Linked DNA regions of Anas platyrhynchos: region 2 is linked to region 1. Evidence: chromatin contacts called from public Hi-C data. All regions are on one chromosome and are shown on one strand. Each heading gives the region's core, a stretch centred on a gene start, on an enhancer-like site or on the middle of the called end of the contact. The rest is flanking DNA. Distances are from core to core; before and after follow the strand shown. Region 1 overlaps LOC110351905. Region 2 overlaps PAK3 (p21 (RAC1) activated kinase 3).

Region 1 (6,787 bases), core at 2,185-4,684:
CTGCTTTTGGAAAACAATTATGCATCTGAGAAAAAAGGCTGGATATTGCCCTTACTTCAGTGTGCGTTTGTTTTGCCATCAGATTGTCAAGTCATGCCAGACAATAATGGCATCGTAAGGAGAACAACATGGGTAATGTGCTTCAGCCACAGAGATGTGTGATCATTCCGTAGGACTGTCCACTTTAAAGGACAAGCCATGAAACTATACTTCTTTAAGAATATCAGAGCATTTTGTCTTGCAAATGCTGTGTGTATGGGAATATATTTAATATATACTAGTTGCTGTCGTTTCATGCTACAGCGAAGTTCTCTGGGGCTAAGGAGTTAGGCATTTGTCCTATGAAAATAAAGAAGTAGTTAAGTTGCACATTTACAAAGGCAGAGAATGCCTGGCTGTGACCTTCCCTTTTGCAGGTGCTTTGGAGGAAAACATGCATTTATCAGATCATTTGCTGTATCTGCAGTTCTGACTGTTCTGATCTGAAGTGTTCCAGAAGCTAGAGGAGCAGACACTGCCCGAAGTAGGCTGCTCGTTGTTGTATTTATATGCCAACAGCCGGTCTCTGAAGTGCTTCTGCTGACCAAAACTAAATGTAGAGTATTAGAAATTATGGCCTAAATAATTATGACTCTCATGGTGTAGCATCCACTCCCAGACAAATAGCAGTAATTACTCACACATACTTCATATTGGTATATATTATCTCAAATTTAATGGTAAGCTCAAGAAGTCTGATTATGAATCTCCTAAAAAGCCCTAACAAACCTGTTCCTGTCTTTGAAACAGCAAGTGATAATACAAAAGACTGCATAGTCACCTTTTTAGTAAGTTAATAAAACCTAAAGCCAAGAATAATGGCAGCTAGTGGGTAATTCATCACATGTGGTACTCTGCTAGTGATACTTCAGCATAAGGCTACCATTAGAGGCTAGTATCTGTGTGGTAGTAGATGAGCTATGCATTAAAAAAGGAGATTTTATTTTCTACAAATGAGGTCATTAATTCAAACACTCTTTTTGTCTTTCCTTTTTATAAAGAGGTTGCTAATGCAACACAATAAAGCTGTGCTTTGTCTCGAACAATGGGAAACTTAGTATGCTGAGCCATTCTCTCTCTGTTGAATTTCATTAGTGCTGAGAGCTTAGAATATAAATTATACATATGAGATAATGCTTGTTTTTGTATTTTTTAACTTAAATATAACATGGGGCAAAAGTGAAAAGAAAAAAGTATGACAGATTTCTGAGCAGAGAACAGATGGGTGGTTTGGCATGGAAACAAAGACGGTAGCATACATTCATCGTTCTTAGAGTGAAACACGGGTGCTTATGGTGCCTATTAAATAGATGTATGGATCAAGTAGATCTCTTTCTGCTAAATGGGATGCTTTATATCATTATACCTCTAAAATATCTAGCACACTCTTGAGAGCTAAATGGTTGGATGCTCTTCTCTTTTTCTCCAGTTCAGTCGTTTCCTTAATATCACACGACTTGAGCACTCTGTAACCTAAGAGCTGGCTTTCATCTTTCCATAAAGAAGTAACTGGAACCAGTGCTGTCTCACCAAGGCTATGCTGTGAGCCTGTCGTATAAGCAAGTGTGAGCAGTAAACCAGCTGTGTGTCTGTGAGCACACCAGGATTTGGATTTGAGCATCCAGTGGCGTTTGAATGGTCTTGCCTGAAAGTGTTGGTTGATCTGGAGAAACACAGTCCCGTTCCTACCACTGCAATCTGCTGACCAGACCAGCGTGGCTGTAAATGAGAACTCCACTAGAGAAACTATTCAAGCAAAAACAAACTGTGAAATACAAGCAAATGTTTTACACACTTCAGTGGGGCAGGATGTCACCAACTGGTTTTCCTATCAGCCAGTCTGGTGTTCAGGGAACTCTTTGGAGTATGAACTTCAAAGTGGTGTCTGGCACATGTAACTCACTGAAGTAGGAAAATACCCAGTGGATTGACAGATTATTATCTTTTAATGACAGTGCTAGAGTTGGTACAAAAAAAACATTTTGTATTACCCAAAACTGTAACCATGACTTGAAATAAACAGGCCTCACATGGCAGTCCTCATAAAATCGGTGGGAAGGGTACAGTGTCTTACAGTACAGCATGAGAACTGTAAGGATGAACTTAGTTGGAGTTGAAAAAGAACAAAGCTCACACAAGGGCTTTTAAAAGTCAAAACAAGCTAATCACTAAGTTAATAAAATATCTTAGCTACTAGGGTGGAGAAAATCCTTGGTTTAATTACATGAGGGAACATTGACCAAAAATCCTGCTTCCATTGAAATCAATAGGAAAAAAATTGATTCAGGGTGCTGGATGTGGTCCTTATTAAAGTAATAAACTTGGAGAAATCTGCTGAAAGTGTCTGTTAATGGTGAAATAATTAATGGCCTTGAGAATACAATAATACATTATGCTGTCATGAAATGCTGGAAATGAAACGCTCAGTGTAGTGCCCACAAGGGTAAGCTATCTTCTGTTCACTAGAACCTTTTGAAATCTGAGTGGTTGTGCCTCAATGGCAGCAGTAGTGTCCCAGGGCATATCATAATAATACATATCAGTGCCTTGACGGATATTTCTAGCTGAATCATTTCAACTGTAAGGGGCTGGGTTTGATAGCGTAGGGCAACCTGAGGTTGATGGATATGATTGCTGCAATTGTCTTTTTCTTTGTTTCGGTACAGCTAGCACTGTTTATCTGAGCAGTGTGCAGAAAGGTGCCAAATACCTCCATTATGGCAGAAACCTGAAAAAAGGACCCTTCCTGTACATTACAACTGAACCACAAGGGCTTGCTACGTCGTATTTCTGCCATTCTAGCTAAAGCTAATTGGATGCAGACACTTTCTGTTACCTACCAGAAGCTCTTCACGTTTCCTCTTATTTCTTCTCTCCACTTTTTACCTTTCTACTCTACTGTCTGGGACATTTCCTCTGTGTTTAAAACTCACTTTTAATCCCAATCTCCCTTGCCAAATGCATTCTTGTTGCATCTCATCCCACCCTGGTGTGTTCCAGGCCTATTCTCTTGTCCTGTGTCTTGGTTACCTTGATTAGTTGGAAACCTACTTTTGGGGTGGGTAAGTCTAATCCTGTATAACTACAGGAAAGGTCCCGACATTATTTAAGCTCTCTGTAAAATTTATTTTCTTTTCTTCAGAGGGCCAACTGACAGATTTTGTGAGATCCCTATAAGGATTCTGTCATAATCAGTGAAAAAGAAAATTAAAAAACCCAAACCACAGGAAAGCCAAAACCTTTCCCTCCCTCCAGGCACTTAGTTGCTCATCAGTCATCACTGCAAATCTCCGCAACTGCTTTTGGCATCAGTTCAAAAATTCTGACTCCGTGCTATGCTTTGAGTGATTAATGACTAGCTCCAGAGATTTTCTCTGGTGATCCTCACATGAGACATAAAGGAATCAATTGCCTCAGCAATGTCTGGGAGCAGAGTATGTCAAGGATATAGTTTGCTTCCCCGAGTTTATAATGAAACATCTTACTGCATTCATTGCCCTAAGGTACTAATTTGATACATTCTGCATCTGCTTGGCCTGAGCATTGCAGATTTGCCTCAGCAAAGTGAGAGTATAGTAAGAAATTGATACTAACAACCACCAAAATCACACTTATTGCCATGCTGTGAAGCATTCAATGTTTGTTCAGTTTTTTATATACAATATTTTTTATCAGAACACTCCAGAGCAGCTAATTTTGGGATATTAACAACTCCATTCCCAAAAGTTTTATTGTGAATGTTAGGGAAAATAGTAAGCAAAATGATCCTAATTCTGCTGCATCGTACAACTGTGATTCAGAATAGCTCTAGCACTTTTACTCAACCTTTCTAAACTTACTCCTATCAGATCAGTAGAGTTAGAAAATTAGTATATCCTTTTCTAAGCTGGGATTTACAGTGGTAAAAACAAGAAACGTCATCTCATAGTTGGGATTAGCTCAGTTTCTAAATGCATGGACTTACGTAAAAAGAGTTTGGGCTTTCTGTTGGACTTGATTTGACTTTAAAGTTTCTATTAGAAATCAGATGCAGCTGGAAGCCCAGAAGTGTCATCCTGTCTGATACTGGTGGGAAATGTTGCTATTGCAGTTGCTGTATTGCCGTTCCCTTCTCTCACCATCATTTTCCATCTCTGGTGTGGTGATTCTGTCCTAGGATGGCTTAAACATACTTGTTATATCTCTACTGCCTGCAGTCAGACTATCTAAATACAATATATTATATCTATCTATTATATGTACATATAATGTACACACATATATACATACGTACATTATCTATCTATTCTATGTATAATCTATCTATTATATCTAAATACACCGGGAAATTATGCATAACAAAGTAGTACCGCGGCAGCCCTTTGAGTTAGGGTAGCAATTTTGTAATGAGGAAGAAATGGAGTAGAGAAGTTAAATGTCTTGTGAAGAGCTGTACGGGAAGAATAGATCAGGCCCTAGACTGGAGTCCGAGCCTGTGCTTTCCTTCAGTGCATGGCTTGCTTCTGGTACGTGTTGAAACTGGGAGAATTTGAAAGTGTCCAAAAACAGTTAAAAAACCCTGAAAAAGAACAAAACATTCAATGCCAGTTAGGTTTCACGTTGTGTACCATCACTGCAAAATTTTCTTGGAGACTCGTTGCTACCTTTTCTGTCTCAGAGCTCGTTGCTCTGCATCTGAGCTCTCCACAGCAGTGGCATTTTGGTCAGCTCGTGGTGTTCTTCCTGTAAGTGAAGAAGTCAGGCATCTTCTGTGGCTACACCTAGCCTTGAAATTTTGTATTTCTTGGTCTAGGTAGGAACAGCTGTAGGAAAGCCTGTGTTCTTTAATACCTTGACTCAGGAAAGCACAGAAACATGTACCTGGAGATAAGGTTGCATTGCAGTAGGGCTATATTTAGTGCTGTATTAGGACTATATTTAACCATTCTTTTGATAAAGTTGAATTCTGATAGTGTAATTTCCATATCAGAGGGCCTATGGCCTTGCTCCAGTCCTAGGGCTCTGTTTCTCACTGTGCGTGCAAAGTTTTGATTTCCAGAGACAAGATTTTGTAGTGGTTGAATCAATCTGGCTGAGCACACGAGGTCTTACATTCCTCTCCCAATAGCCTGCTGCTTCCAACACCAGTTTATCTGATGTGTAAACTGGCCAGCAGGTTTTCATAAAATCTTTCTTTTTCTTCAACAGTTTAATCCCTTGGTCTTTTCTCAAGAAAAATTCTTATGACTACAGTAAGTATTCTGCCTGAGGCCTGTAGAATGATACCCAAGGTTTAACTCTGCTGTTTGACAGTTCTTGCTTATAACACACTGAGAAATTATTCAGTATGAATCCCTGGTGGATCTAATTACAACCTGTCAACAAACTGGGTGTGGACAAGAAGCTGAACATATTTTAAAGTGTTGTTATTAGTTTTAAGCAAGGAAAATAATTTGATGGTATTTTAAGAATGTCCCACCGGTTCAAAAAGGCCCCAAAGTAGTATTTAAAAGCAGTTCCTCATAATCATCCTCAAAGACAGTGGTGCAGGATTCCTGTGTTATGGTTAATGGAAAATAATATTTTCATGGACAAACAGAGGTGGAGGATCTGTTCCATGTAACACATTTTTCCACTACAGCACCATGGTTTTCAGTAGTGTTGCTTTTAAACCCCTCCCAAGGTTTAAAATTATGGGGAAAAGGTTAGTGGAAATGCTCTGAGTTTAATACAAAGTTCTCAGCAGATGTAATGTTGCAGTTCACTGTAAAATGAAATTAGCATGCCTTCTCTGCTTCTATATTTTTTTCATACTTGGTATTTAATCATCAACTGTACTGTCTGTTTGGGCAGTACAAAAGCTTCATCAAATCTGCAGTTGAGATTTTCTAGTGCTAACATGCTTTTCTTTTTTCCCTTTAACCTCTCCCCGTGTGCCCTGTTGAAAAGAAAGGGGGAGAAGGATGTAGGGGTCAGCAGGGCCGTCTTGAATTGCCTGGGCTCTGGATGCTATGGCTGGTGGCAGTCTGATTCGGCGTGGGGTAAGGGGAGGGAGGGGAGCAGAGTGTCAGACATCTTCCTGATGTCTCCCTCTCAATGCTTTTTCAATTCTGCTCAATTGGATGACAGCAGTGATCTTTTGCTAGGTCTTCAGGGGGTATAATCTGTAAAATATAAATTTCCTTGCCTTTCGGAGTATGTTTCTACAGATGCCTGACCTTTACTTTGCTCTGGCTTTCCAATTCTGCATTATTTCAAAAAATAATTTGGTCTTACGGGGAGCTGAAGAGCCTGCCTTAGCCAAGTGGCTGCCAACCCACCTTCATTCTTTTAGCAGCATTTCCAGTGCTTTCCCTGAGATGGCTTTTTTTTAAACAAACAAACAAACAAACAAACAACAGAAACTTGTATTTGTTTTTTTTTTTTTTTGTAATCATGGAGGCCATTTAATCAAAATATTTAATTATGTCTCTCTCCAATTTAGGTCTGGAGCCAGTTTGGCTTTGTTATAATTAGAACAAGATTTTCTAAATGACAACCTTTTTCAGTGGCTTTCAACTCAATTAGAGATCAGAATCTTAACTTCTGTTTAGGGCAGGCATTCAGAAAAGTCTCTGAGTATATCTGTAACTCATGCTGACTTCAGTGGTATTGTTCACAGCACTGCACGGTGCAGATAAGCTTATGCTTAAATGCTTTGCTGGCCAAGGCCTGAATATTAACACAGAGCTGGGGAATTTGAATGTGTTTTACCAGGTCAAAGAAAAAA
Region 2 (6,329 bases), core at 1,966-4,465, 89 kb after region 1:
GGAAGGTTTTGATGTCTGGCTAATTCCCAGGGCCAACGTCTCCCTTCTTCAGGAGGAAATGGTTTGGGGCAGCAGCAGTGGTACTCTGAACCAAAGAGCAGGTGGTTTCCTGAACGTTTTCCTTTTTTGGTTTTCTGTCTTTCCCCCGCATTTCTGTCAAGATGGGCAGATACACGGCATCAAACTGTCCTCAGGCTGAATACGAGGACTCCATTGTGCGAAACTGGAGGCCTGGTGTTACAGACAGTGCCAAGTTATGTGTGACCTGTTCTGGTCACAGGCACGGTTAGGTCAACAGCAGCTTGTCTCGCACTTCAGCTCATCCAAATATTTATCAGTGGGAACTGATACAAGCAGTGATTTCTGTTGCTACGAGCAGAACATGCAGCAGCCAGAGGAGTGTTTGCAGCTTCTGGCTCAGCACATGCACCTTGCTTTTTGTTGACCCTGGCACCAGTTCTCCAGGTTCTCTTCTTTCTCTGTTATTCTACGACATCCAGTACCTGAAGCTGTTAGCCGAATTGTGCCGATAGCAGACAGGGTTTGTCAGTGTGCTCGTCTTGGCTTGCAGAGGAAGAGCGACCTGCTGACTGTGTCAGCACAGAGCTCTCCCCTCTTCTGTGCATTCGGAAACACAAATACCATTCCTCTTTGTCACAAGAGGTTTTGCACTCCAGCTCTGTGGCTAGGGTAAACGAGTAGGAAATTTTTCACTCCACTTGACTCAAATTCATCAATGCTGGCAATCGATTGCTTTTTGGTCCTTCAGTGCCACCGCTTTGACAAGCTGACAGAACTGGCTAAAGGAATACTTAACAAGGATCTGGTTCGTGATTTAAGGGTAAGAAAATTATTGTCTGGCAGTATAGTGAACGCAAAATGATTGTTTGCTGGTGCAACACCCTTAAAAACGCTTCCCCTTTGGATCCAGTCGCGTTACAAAGAAGTTGAAGGCACTGCCAAAACGTGCGTGCCCCATCTGCTAACTGGGGCATCAGCCCCTTGCTCGTCCGCTGGATTCATGGCTGGCAGTGATAACCGCTCTTACACCGCACTGTCTTACCTCCAGGAACTGGAAAACTCGTGGACATTTCATGTTATCTTTTTTTTTAGAAATGGAGAAGCTGAGACACAGTAAGAGGAAATGCTCTGGGAGCAGTGACCGTCGGGCTGAGAGGAGAGTTACAGTAGCTCCTGTCTCCTGAGTTCAGCATGTGTGCTACCGAGGAATATTTCTGCTCAGTAAATGTGCTCTTTCTTGTACTTAGGCATTCCTTCAGGTATTTCAGGTCCTGGGAGGATACAGATCTCCCTCAGGTACAAAATGGTGAGGTCACACACGTGAGGTCACAGTGTTACTTACTCTTCTACCACGAGCCCTTAAAAGAGAAGGGAGCAGGAGCTGATATTAAAAAACACACAACAACAAGAAAACAACACTCCCCCCTCCCCAGACTGGGGAAAAGTTTTAAAAGAGCCGATCCTCTGTTTGCTTTTCCTTCTACAGGCCACCTTCCAAATGTACACAAGGGTAACTGTGTTACAAGGCATGGATTAGCAGCAAGGTTCTCTAAGGGAGACCTGTTGGAGTTATCTTTAATATTAGAAGCAGAGTGTTTGTTTTCTTTAATACGGAGGGCAGCACCAATAAAAACACCAGGCAAAGAGGCCGGTATTACTGGCTCACGTCTGCTTTTATCTCGGAGTGGAGTTATAGTAGAACGATTTTTGCTTGGAAACTTTAAAGCAGGACTGCATCCTTTCATGCTGAAATCATATCTCCTGCAAGGATTAATGGAGGATATAATGTTTCCTTCAGCTTCTTATTTTCTCCACTCCTGAACTTGGACTCCTGACCTTAACTTTTCTCTGGTTATGACCGAGCCTTGGCCTTCAATTGAATAGCTGAGCTTTTTACAATCAGATCAGGTCCCGCTCTTGTAATTTCAGACTCATTTTGTGACATCGATATTGTAGATCTTAATTAAAAAGTCAAACATTTTATATCTCAGGTAATGGCCGTACAGGAACTATCCGGTTTTGATCCCATGTGTGTAGCCATCCAAACCATTAGGTGTGTGGGACTGAAGTGTGGGGAGCCATGCGTGGTCTGTCTGTGGGCCCCTTCTCCTCTTTGTGCTCTCTCTGCAGCGCAGCTCTGCACCTGTGGCGTGCTGCATGCGGCCACAAAGAGAGCCGGTGAGTGGCAGGTAATTCACCCTTGGTGTTGGCTGAGGCTGGAGCCGCTCATTAGTTGAAACAGCTAATCAGGCAGAAATCTGCAGGGCTCTGCACTTAATTACAGGGCAGGGCTAGACGGTAGGTAGTAAAAATATCTGGAACTTGGCTTTACCAATGTCTCTTGCTAGCAGCAGCGGGGGCTAATTGCATGGGACTGTCCGTGTAGATAAGGCTGGGTGTACTGTTCAGTGAAATACTGAATCTGGACATCCTTCTGTTCATGGGACTGGTGGCTTTTATTTATTTATTTATTTTAAGTTGCTCATAATTAACTGGATATGGTGTGCCTTGTGCTTTCTCTCACTGAAGAGACCCCAGGGAGGCTGTGTTTTGGTTGTGCAGCCACAAAGCCAGCTTGATGTACAGCTACAGATCTTCTAGACGGTTGTCACCGTCACAACTACTTCAGGGACATTTCTCAGTTGCATGAGTGTGAAAGAAAGGAAAACCAGGCATCTCTGCTCTACCCTCCTATAAAACCTTCACTTTCTGTAAGTAAGCCACAGCCTGTTAGGAAGGGTTAGTTAACGCTGCCTTCTGGTGAGGGTGGGTATTTTCCGAAACCCAAATTCAGAGAAGGTTACGTAGTGGAGTCTATCAGGTTGATTAAATTATTTTCCAGAACACAAGATATCCCTGAAGAAGCAGGACCAATAGCAAAGATTTGTCTCTGAAAAGAGCAGATGTAATCTTCACTCTGAGTGAGGCTGATGACAGAAGTGTCCCTGGTATAAATGGAGGCAGAGTCAGTACCTACCAAGGAGCATCAGCGTGCCGGGTTACCGCTGTGTGAATTACCTGCATAGATGAGGACAGAGCTGTAATTCACTGTCCTGAAACAGTAACTTGTTAAACACACATAACGGAAAAAGTAACTCTTCAGGCAGTAAAGGGAGGCATTAACCATTGCTAATTAAAACTGAACTTGCAGATATGCTGTTCTTAGCAGTCTATAGGTAGGAAACACTGTCCCTCAGTGGTAGGAAGGAAGAACTGCTCAGGAAATGGTTGCACAATTATTCATTCTTGTGGTGTGCATTGTGATGGATGTCTTTTTCACTAGCAATTAATAGCAGTACAGAGTGTGCAAGGTCTGGAGTTATGTCCTGTTGTTGAACACCAACCAAAGGAGTTTGAGAAGCCAAGCCAGCAGCAGTCAGAGGTGGTTTATTTTCAGGACATGCCAAGAGGTACCGAACTTGCTGCTGACATCTTTTGTACCACGCTGCATGCCATGCTTCTGTGTCGGTGCTGTTACACTCCCAGTCTGTCCCCCATACTGGCAGAAAATAATTAACCTTCAGTTCCCATTGGAGCTGAAAACTGGCTGGGGTGTGTTCCTGCAGGTACACACGAGCAGACAAAACGCTTCGTTCTTCCTAACATCCTGGGAGCCAAGCTTCCTCGCTGCTTTGGCAGGAGGCCCTTCTGGGTCTCAGGCTCCACTTTGGAGAAGCTTGCTTCTTTTTCTCTGCGCTGCCCTGGGCTGTGGATAGTCTGAAGATTCAGGCTTCAGGGCTGCATAGTTTGCCTGCAAGAAACTCTTTATCACTTAAAAAATGAGGAGTTGTTTTCAGCTGGATCTAACTGCCCTGCGTTAGAGGATGCTCAGACTATTTTCACGTGGATTTGTGTGGCTTCTTGCAGATCTCCTTGAAATCATTATTCAGCCAATATGCTATTTTCTGTCAATGGTTGTATTTTTTGTCTCAGCTCCGGTGTGTGACAATTGATTGCCTTCAAATAGGAAGGGAAGGGAGTTTGGTGGGAATGCTGCTCAGGTCTGGCTACACGCTGATACCTTCTCTGTACCTGCGCCTGGAAGGTCCTGAAGTCTGACACTTCTGAATTATCCTGGCCCATCCTGTACAGATAGTGTAAGCCTGGAAGACTTGCTACTGATTGTCTGGATTGTGTCTGCTTGGACAGCAGGCCTCCGGGGGTTTGTGTCTTGACTCCTGGATATACAGTATTCAGTGTAACGGGACATATTTGGTGTATATGTCTTGCCTCCTAAGATTTTTTCTGCTGTAGAGAAGGGCCAGCATGCATGTCATATTAGCAGAAGAGGCTTAGAAGGTGTGACTGTAATAATCATGATTAATTTTGCTCTACCACTGTCAGAGGAGAGAAGAGAAAGGAGCAGACCCTTCCGGCAGCACGCTGTCTGCCATCTCACCGTTACTTTCGGCCTCACTTCTGTGCTCACAGCTTTCTGCAGTCACGGTGGGTTTGTTTGTGGTCAGTGTAAATCTTGCACTAAGAGCTCTGGGAGGCCTTCAGCTGAAAACCCATCCCAAATCCTCCATGGAGGCTTTTCAGGAGAAGAGTTCAACCTGTCTGAACATTTACACGGACACTTTGTCTGGACCTTTCTCTTTCTTCGTAGTCTTCTCCCTGCCTTGGTGCATCCTTACAAAGCTTTAGATCAGGACTTTCTTTGGCAACGTCTGTGGAGATCTCCTATGGAAACTCGTGCATTGCTAACCATCAATTTACTCTGCTAACTCAACAAGCAGATGTTTGGCTACAGCACTGGCCAAAGTAAAAGAAGTGGCAGTGAATAAAAGCACCATTTTTCATTAAGAATATCAGTAGCGTGATATAAAAATTGCCAAGTTTTGAGAAGAAACAGTCTTCTTCATTTTTCTTTTGTAATTGCCTCAAATATAGCAGAGTGGCTTTTTACTTCGAGTTTGTGGTTTTTAAGAGCATTCATTTCCTTTGGGAATTTGTCTCTGTTTTATTAACAGCAGATTGTTTTTTCGTATTGCAACATTTATGGGGGGAAATCTGTAATTTTTATCCATACTGACAGTATTTTACTAATAAAATACCGATAATAAAAGTGAGACATCACTTACCAACTTCTGGAAGAAGAAGAAAAAAAGGAAATAGAAGAGTACTTCAAATGGTAACCAAGACACGACCTCCAGAAGTGACCTACCATTGCAGCTCCATCTGTTGTTGCAATGTTGATGCCTGGAGCCACAAGGTAGCCCTGGACTTGGTCTGCAATGCTCTGCGCGTGCAGTAACACCTGGTCTGGGCTGTGTTATGGACCCGAGGACTGACTGCTGTATAGTTTCACGTCTCCCTGCAGACGAGAGTAACTCCACCCAGGGAGTGGGACAGCTGGCGCCTTTTTAATGAACACCAGTGTTGGACGTGTGCGTTTGGGTAGCTCCCCGAGGCCTGGGGGTACCTCTGTGCTTTCATCGAGGAAGTGTTTCAGGATGTAGCCTGTCAAATCTCCTTCACCACCTGTCCCTCAGTCTCTTGCCCTCTGGTTCCCTTCAGAGCAGGACTGGCCCACAAATGGCTGAGATGGGGAGCGTGAATGCCCCGAGGAGGCGAGGGGAAAGGAGTGAGGTGCGTAGAAGCAGAGCCTGCGGGCACATTTCCTGGGAAACACTTGCAAGGGTTTTCCACTGGCCTTGTCCAGCTCAATGGCTTTCCATACCTGTCGCCTGGCTGCACCAAACGGAACGCCTGAAACAAATGGAAGCTGGTGTGAGTTCGTGGGGTCTTACCAAGCACTGCTCCAGAGCTAGCTGCCACGCTGCTCTTCAGGCACAGAGCTGAGAAAAGGCATCGCTCATGGGGTTGAAGCAAAACACTATTTCTTTGCCCTTCTCTGCCTGTAAAGCTGTCAGTGGATTGCTCAGCGCAGTCTGTAAAAGAACAACTTTCTCTAATTGCAAGCAGATTCATCCTGGAAGTGCTATATGGCAGTGAGAGCACGGCATATGTGCAGACAGGACACCTACATCCTTCCGGCCGTTTTAATGCTTCTGTCAGGCGACAAGCAAAGCGCTTCGCCTCTCGGTTTCCCCGCGGAGAAGTAGCGTGGAGGTGTGGGGCGGCGCCGCTCAAGCACCATCTGCGAGGTGCTTTGGGATCCCGGGGACAGAAGAAGGGTGGTGGTGTGTGTGTGTGTGTGTGCTGCCACATCATGGAAGTCAAAAATGTATTTTGGGGAGCGAGGAGGGATTTGTAATAGTCTGTGTTAGATTGTTAATGGCAATTTGCTTTAATTACGCCGTGTATTTGTTTGCACCAGCTTCATGCACGGTCTTGTTCCTTTT

The links. A called contact is a pair of places that touch in the nucleus more often than the background predicts.
Region 2: a Hi-C map of liver shows a contact between it and region 1, with 4 times the contacts expected there. The contact joins two enhancer-like sites. A contact is called at or near these places in 3 of 8 Hi-C or Micro-C datasets (liver, skeletal muscle and subcutaneous adipose tissue).

The regions. Positions count from the first base shown.
Region 1 is chr10:5,782,452-5,789,238 of IASCAAS_PekinDuck_T2T, forward strand. LOC110351905 reads left to right here. Exons shown (of 6, transcript XM_072043049.1): 6 at 1,469-2,021. Among named protein-coding and RNA genes, the nearest start is that of AMMECR1, 4.4 kb to the left of the region's middle. Within about 2 kb of position 3,435, at least 1 of the 8 cell types and tissues checked has an H3K27ac peak or open chromatin away from gene starts, as enhancers often do.
Region 2 is chr10:5,871,891-5,878,219 of IASCAAS_PekinDuck_T2T, forward strand. The region is part of intron 1 of PAK3 (p21 (RAC1) activated kinase 3); the gene reads left to right. Among named protein-coding and RNA genes, the nearest start is that of CHRDL1, 13 kb to the left of the region's middle. Within about 2 kb of position 3,216, at least 2 of the 8 cell types and tissues checked have an H3K27ac peak or open chromatin away from gene starts, as enhancers often do.